Regions from separate parts of the Mus musculus genome. Here region 2 is linked to region 1. A link is a contact called in public Hi-C data. All regions are on one chromosome and are shown on one strand. The core of a region is the stretch at or near the end of the contact, and the rest is flanking DNA. Distances in the headings are between cores, read along the strand shown.

Region 1 (3,150 bases), core at 164-2,663:
AGGGCTACACAGAGAAACCCTGTCTCGAAAAACAAACAAACAAAAAAATCAACCCCACCCCTAAGAGTAAAGGTTATGAGAAGGTTTTTAAGTAGTGCCTGGCACATGCTGGTCCTCAATATAAATTTGTTAAATCCATATTTGAATTGGCATCACAGCATCAAGCACCCAGGATCGGACTCACCAAACCCCTGGGTTAGGTAAGTTGCTGTCAGGGTGTGACTCAGAAGCAAAAGCTTTACTGTAGAATATATATATATAATTACACATGCAACTACTAAGAAGCGCAAATTTGCGATGGGTTATCCCTTTATACATTCGATAATGTAGTATAAACTCTAGTTTCTTTTTGCTAATCAGTAGCCATTAACAGCTGTCTGAAAGGTATGCGAGGCTGTGGGTATGGCTTAGAATTCGGCAAATCCTGTTTTTTTTTTCTTAAACTTTGTAACAAAGGGGACAAAAAAGCATGGGGTTGGGAGGTGGGGTGGGCGCAAAGGTATAGTCCGGGTTTCAGCAACGGTGTTGGTCAGAGGGGACAAAGCAGAAGGCTTGACCTGATGTGGTTGTGTAAGTTCCTGGTACATTAAGCAGATGGCACTAAACCCTGCACTCATTTTATGGATGTTCCTGGCTTCCAGGCTAAGAACTCTACCTTGAAGCTCCAGGTGAAACTGTGTGCCTTTCGCAAGGACAGCATCTGCTGTCAGGATAGATCAAGATAATCAACTTCCCTGTGGCCCCCGAGGCCAGCAACCCTGCAATCTGACCCCGGTGGGTCCTTCCCTCAGCTGTGACTCGTTTGCTCCATGCCCTGTTTTTTCTTCTCCCTCCTATGGAATGTACAGAAAACTTTTTTTTTTTTTTTTTAAAGCAATGCACAAATACACTCAACAGACCCTGCTCAGGGCCGGCGTCGGCCTCGCCCCCGCGGTGACCCTTGGCCTGGCCGGAGGCTCCCAATCCCAGGACGCGGACAGCTGGAGGTTCGCAGCTGCCGGGTCTGGACGGACAGACGGACGGAGAGGGGCGGGGGCCAGGGCAGCAAAGGCCAGGGCTGCTGCGTCCCTTGCGGCAGGGACCCCCGGGCGCTCACAGCAATCCGGGCGAGTCCCGGGAGTCTCAGCCTGCACCCCGGGGCGCCGACCAGCCCCCGCCCCCACCACCCGCAAAGGCCGGGAACGGTGGCCGGGTCCGGAGGCACAGAGGCCGGGCAGGCGGCTAAGGGGCGTTCACAGGCTGCGAAGCACCGACTTGGGGGTGGGGAGGGGGGCTGGCTTCAACACCGTCCCGCACTCACGGCCGCACTCACCGAACCGCGGGTCAGATCGGTCCGGGAAGCCGCTGTCAAGGCGTGACCCGGAAGCAGAAGCGGCTCGCATCAGCCCCGGGGTTTACAGCGCAAGCCGGCCGAGTGCGTGGGCGCCTGCGCGCAGGCCAGTGTGAGCGAGCCGAGTGCGCCTGCGCAGACTGTGGACGTTGGTGGGTTCTTAAAACTTTCCTAAGGAGCTGGACGCATTCCCCTGTCGCTGCTTATAGGACGTGGGCGCGATCGCTAGATCACTCCTAGCCTCTGGCCTCGTGTCCTGGTCCAATGGTGGAGGAAAATCCCGAATTTTAAGCCTATTCTTATAAGTCTGCGTCTGTGTGGACCAGGGCATCCCATTAGTCTGCCTCCCAGAGTCTATATCTGCAAACAGTCCTGGCACCACATCCCCACCGTCTTCTCTGCTTAGCATCATCCATTTCAGAGTACAAGCGTCACATAATTGACAGAGCAAGCTGCTGGTGACTGCCTCTCAATCTTGATTTGAGGAAGCCCAGCTTATTTGAACTAACTCTCTCTCTCTCTCTCTCTCTCTCTCTCTCTCTCTCTCTCTCTCTCCCTCTCTCTCTCTCAGAATTTACCCACTACATAACAAAAGCAGGTTTGCACTTGTACACAGCAGAGGGTCTAAGGATCTAGCAAGATGAAGTACTGTAACCTGGAGGGTGGCAGTCACCTCTCTTCGGAGGTTCTGGGCCAGCTGTAGTTCAATGACCCAACACAGAAGGAAGAGTACAGGGTTCGGGCATTGGCTTTGAGACTGATGTATTTCGCTCAATTTCTCCGAGTATTATCTTTCTTGAGTGTTGGTGAAAGTATAACAACGTAAAAACAGAATTCTAGGCCTTTAGGCCCAGGCTTGGGAATGTGGCCTTTGTAAAGGTATGCTAATCAAAAAAGAGAGCAACATTCCTCTACCCACCCGCTTCCTGGGTTCAAAGAGTGCTCATTCAAAGAAAGTCACCCTGGCCATTACCAGAACCTGCAATGCAAATGTGCTATTGTTAGAGGCTCTTAGAAGCTGTCTTGAGAGTTAACAATTACCAGGTATTCCTTGTGACTCTTGTAACTTTACACTTCCTTGTGACTCTTAACTGGTATCTTTGGTATCTTCCAACAACACCCTCCCCACTTCCTTAAGTTTCGGTTTCTTCCTTTAAATACCCCCTTACCCAGCTACTCAGGGCGCCACGGTCCTCTACCCCTGCGTGGTGTATGACCATGGGCCCGAGAGCGCTCTTGAATAAAAATCCTCTTGCAATTTGCAGCAAGACCCGTTTCTTGTGGGTGATTTTGGGGTGTCGCCTCTCCTGAGTCAGAACGTGGGGGAGCCCTCACATTGTGGGTCTTTCATTGGCTGTAATAATACTTAAATATCCTTCTATTTCTAGAAAATTTGATTTTAAGTAAAAAACAAAGTCTTGCTTCCCAAATGCTTTCTCACTTGCCCAATTTCAAACCGCTGTATAGCTATCGTCATGGTACTGTACTACAAAATGGAGCTTGAGAGCACTTCATTATAAAATTGCAAAGCCTACAGTGTCTGTTCTATTTTTTTTTCTTCTTCTTCCTGAAGAAAGATAAGGACAATAATGATTCTCAATTTTAAATTTTAATATTTTTATAAAAATATTCAAACATACAGAAAAATTAGAATAGTAACATGAAATCTTTATAACATTGCCTATTTGTAAAACATTGACTTCTTGTCACATTTAAAATCTAATATTTGAGCCGGGCAGTGGTGGCGCATGCCTTTAATCCCAGCACTTGGGAGGGAGAGGCAGGCAGATTTCTGAGATCGAGGCCAGCCTGGTCTACAG
Region 2 (3,150 bases), core at 268-2,767, 98 kb before region 1:
TTCCAAGGCTGGAGTTGAGTGGGAACCATGCACACATAGAGCATTTATGTGAGCCCTGGTGATCCTAACTATGGTTCCTATGCTTGTGCAGCAAGCCCGTTAGCCTCTGAGCCTCTCCCTAGCCAAGAGCACTCTTTTGAAGAAGGAAATGCGCACTGTTCAGGAACTTATCCCCCTTGCCATGTATCAGTTGCAGAGCAAGGCACTGGTGTTTACAAAGAGAAGCAAATGGGTGTAAGAGATTCCCATTCTAATTTCCAAGGGAACCACTAAGTAGTAAGACCAAAGCAAAGTCATCTCTGTGGGACTTTTTCGTTTAAAATTTCAGAAAGCTGAATTAAATATGAGTTCTGCTGACTGTATTTCTATGTATATGGTTACTCTATATTTCAGTGTGCCAAGACAGCAACTGCCCTCATTAATACATATTGTATTTAAAATATGCATTTATACTGATGTGACAATGCCACTAATCCCATCTCCGAAGGTCTCACTCAGATTGCTGGAAAGACAGAAAGCAACAAACATTTCTTTTGTCCTCAATTTGCACTTACAAGAGGATCCTGCAGGCCTCGTTGTTTATTCCACCCATAGAATCATAGTAGGTGATACTCTTCCTTCTAAAGTCTACAACCTGGAACAAGACAAAACAGTCAGGACACACGCATCATCAGCTGGCCTCCCTTGGCCTTGACCTTTCCCCAGACTGTCTGTGAGACTGTGAGCAGTATGGTGAATGTGCTGTATTCTAGCATGGGAAGAGCAAGGGGACTGTTTACCTAGGGTGGTGCTGGGGTGATCCACCAGTGGCCTATTAACTGTCTTAAAATCTTTTTTTGCATGCCACTTTCTCCATGATCAACAATGCATGATTCACAGAAAATTAACTATCATAAGATCATTCCCACAGTATAAGAAAGATGGTGACAAGATTCTGCGTTTGTTTTTATCTTATTTCCTTTTTTTGGATCGATATTTATTTATTTATTTATTTATTTATTTATTTATTTATAATATGTAAGTGCACACTGTAGCTGTTTTCCGACTCTCCAGAAGAGGGAGTCAGATTTTGTTATGGACGGTTGTGAGTCACCAGGTGGTTGCTGGGATTTGAATTCAGGACCTTCGGAAGAGCAGTCCGTGCTCTTAACCTTTGAGCCATCTCTCCAGCCCCAGATTGATATCTTTGAAATGTAATTCAAAACAGAATATACAATAACTCTTATTAACATTAAGCTGATGTCTTCATGCTTCCAGAGCACAGAAATGCTAAACCCCCACATGCACAAGGCAAGTCAGAGCTAGGTAGGAAGCTGGGGCTGGTGGCACCACAAACATGCTTGTTCCTTGCCTCACCTGAGGCGGCGGCGGGATGACCTGTAACTTCCGAACCTAAGCATCCCCTACTCTAAAGCCGAGGCATCACTATGAAATTCCACCTCTCCTCCATAGCAAAGCAGAGACACAGATCATATGGCCCACTGGGCTGGCTATGCTGCCTACGTAGATCTCTTTCTCATGCCATCAAAAATAAAGGAGTTACTCACAGCTAGACACCAGTGCACACCCAAGTGAATGGGCACCAGAAGAATATCAACGGAGAATACATCCACCTTCTTTGTCCAGCGTTTCACTGCCTGATAACCAGCTGTTTTTAGCTTAGTGAAGAAGAAGGTATTAAACGCATGTACACTTGGAAACCCCTTCTCTTTACTGCGTTCCATTAGCATGTTCATGTAGAAATTGATGATCTGCAGGAAGACATTACACATTAGAACAGTCCAAACACTAGCACAATCAGAATGTCATTAACATATGCGTATGTATTATGCTATGGATGGCAGCCAACTCAACGAATGCTTCAACAGATAATTTTTAAATATCCAGTTTTCCTTAATATAAAGACTTTATTAATCATACTTCTTAAGTATCACACAACTAAGTTAACTGCTGGAAACCAGAGCAGATAGGCAGCTGCTAGCCAGACTAGCAGAAAACTGGAGGGGAGGAGGAAGATGAGAACCGGAGAGAGGAGACAGGAGTGCAGTGGGAGCTGTCTGAGTGTCTGTGCTGAGCAAGTGGATCCTGGGCTCTGGTCTTATTCTCCCTCTGCCCTTTTCTCCTTCCTCTCCCTCCCTGACATTTTCCCTCTCCTTCCTCTTCTCACTGCTTGGGTTGAGACAGGGTCTCACTCTGTAGCAGACTGTCCTAAACTCACTATAAAGCCCAAGCTAGCCTTGAACCTGTGGTACATGTCCTGTCTGAGACCTGAGTGCTGGAATTAAAGACTTCAACTATTACAGTTGCACACAGAGAAAACCCAGCTCCGCATCTGAGGCCTTCTCAGCCATGTGCAGCAGCAAACTGCTTCGGTTTCGCGCAAATCTAAGACCAGAAACCCCTGAGACAAGCTAGGAAATGCCTGCAATAGCACAGCACCCTCCCCTGGGAACCCAGGCGTCAGGTCCTAGCATGACGAAGCGAGGTGGTTAGCTTTCTCATCACTGCATCACTTCTTCAGTATCAAGTGTGCGCATGATGAATTAAAATATTTGATAGAAGAGATGTGCGATTCTTAGTCAACAAAGCAATGTCTTTTAGAACAGTAACTATGCTGTCTGTGGTTCCTTTAGGTCCAGAGTCCTGGTCCTAACGCTTAAAAGTTATTAGGCCAAAAATTACAGCATACTTACTTTATGTGGATAGCTAAGGCCAAGCCAGTGTCTGTCAACTGAAAGGAATGAATGGGCTAACTGAGCCACAGCTTGGAAATATGACTATGAAAACAGGGACATTTTTCAGAATGTTTTTTGAGGAATGGGAAAAAGCCCCCGTCTTTTGACAAATATTTACACACCAGGATGCCAGAGCAGTGAGCCACTGTCCACAGGGAATCCTGCCAGGAATACACCCAACCCTGGTCTAGACCAGAGAAAGGGCCCATAGATACAGACGCACAGGCAGCTTCAGGGAAACCAAACCAAGAGCTCTAAGGTGATGGGCCAGGCCTGAAGACCGTTCTGCTGCAGCTCTGATCTCTGTGCAATATTCCCTGAAGCTTTAAATAACGAAAAGGAATCAAGGTGCAACCAGATGGTATGTTTTCAAATCTAAGTGTTCAGTTTAACTGCCAAACAATAATGTCCCTAA

The links. A called contact is a pair of places that touch in the nucleus more often than the background predicts.
Region 2: a Hi-C map of reprogramming fibroblasts shows a contact between it and region 1, with 2.1 times the contacts expected there. The contact joins the enhancer-like site here to the promoter of Asb8 in region 1. A contact is called at or near these places in 23 of 39 promoter capture datasets (the 3T3-L1 cell line, the C10 cell line, the HPC-7 cell line and 13 more), 2 of 15 datasets of contacts at CTCF or cohesin (large pre-B cells and pro-B cells), 12 of 484 Hi-C or Micro-C datasets (the G1E-ER4 cell line, the HL-1 cell line, the HPC-7 cell line and 6 more), 8 of 115 datasets of contacts at active chromatin or transcription factors (the 230-238 cell line, bone marrow-derived macrophages, embryonic midbrain and 2 more) and 4 of 9 other capture datasets (adipose tissue, embryonic stem cells, liver and 1 more).

The regions. Positions count from the first base shown.
Region 1 is chr15:98,144,289-98,147,438 of GRCm38.p6, forward strand. Asb8 (ankyrin repeat and SOCS box-containing 8) reads right to left here and starts at 1,414. Exons shown (of 4, transcript NM_001170710.1): 1 at 1,313-1,414.
Region 2 is chr15:98,046,639-98,049,788 of GRCm38.p6, forward strand. It overlaps Senp1 (SUMO1/sentrin specific peptidase 1), which reads right to left. Exons shown (of 18, transcript NM_144851.5): 14 at 1,548-1,751; 15 at 555-634. Among named protein-coding and RNA genes, the nearest start is that of Gm41395, 11 kb to the left of the region's middle. Within about 2 kb of position 1,518, at least 38 of the 459 cell types and tissues checked have an H3K27ac peak or open chromatin away from gene starts, as enhancers often do. A contact at or near this core is called in the HL-1 cell line and reprogramming fibroblasts, where this site is marked.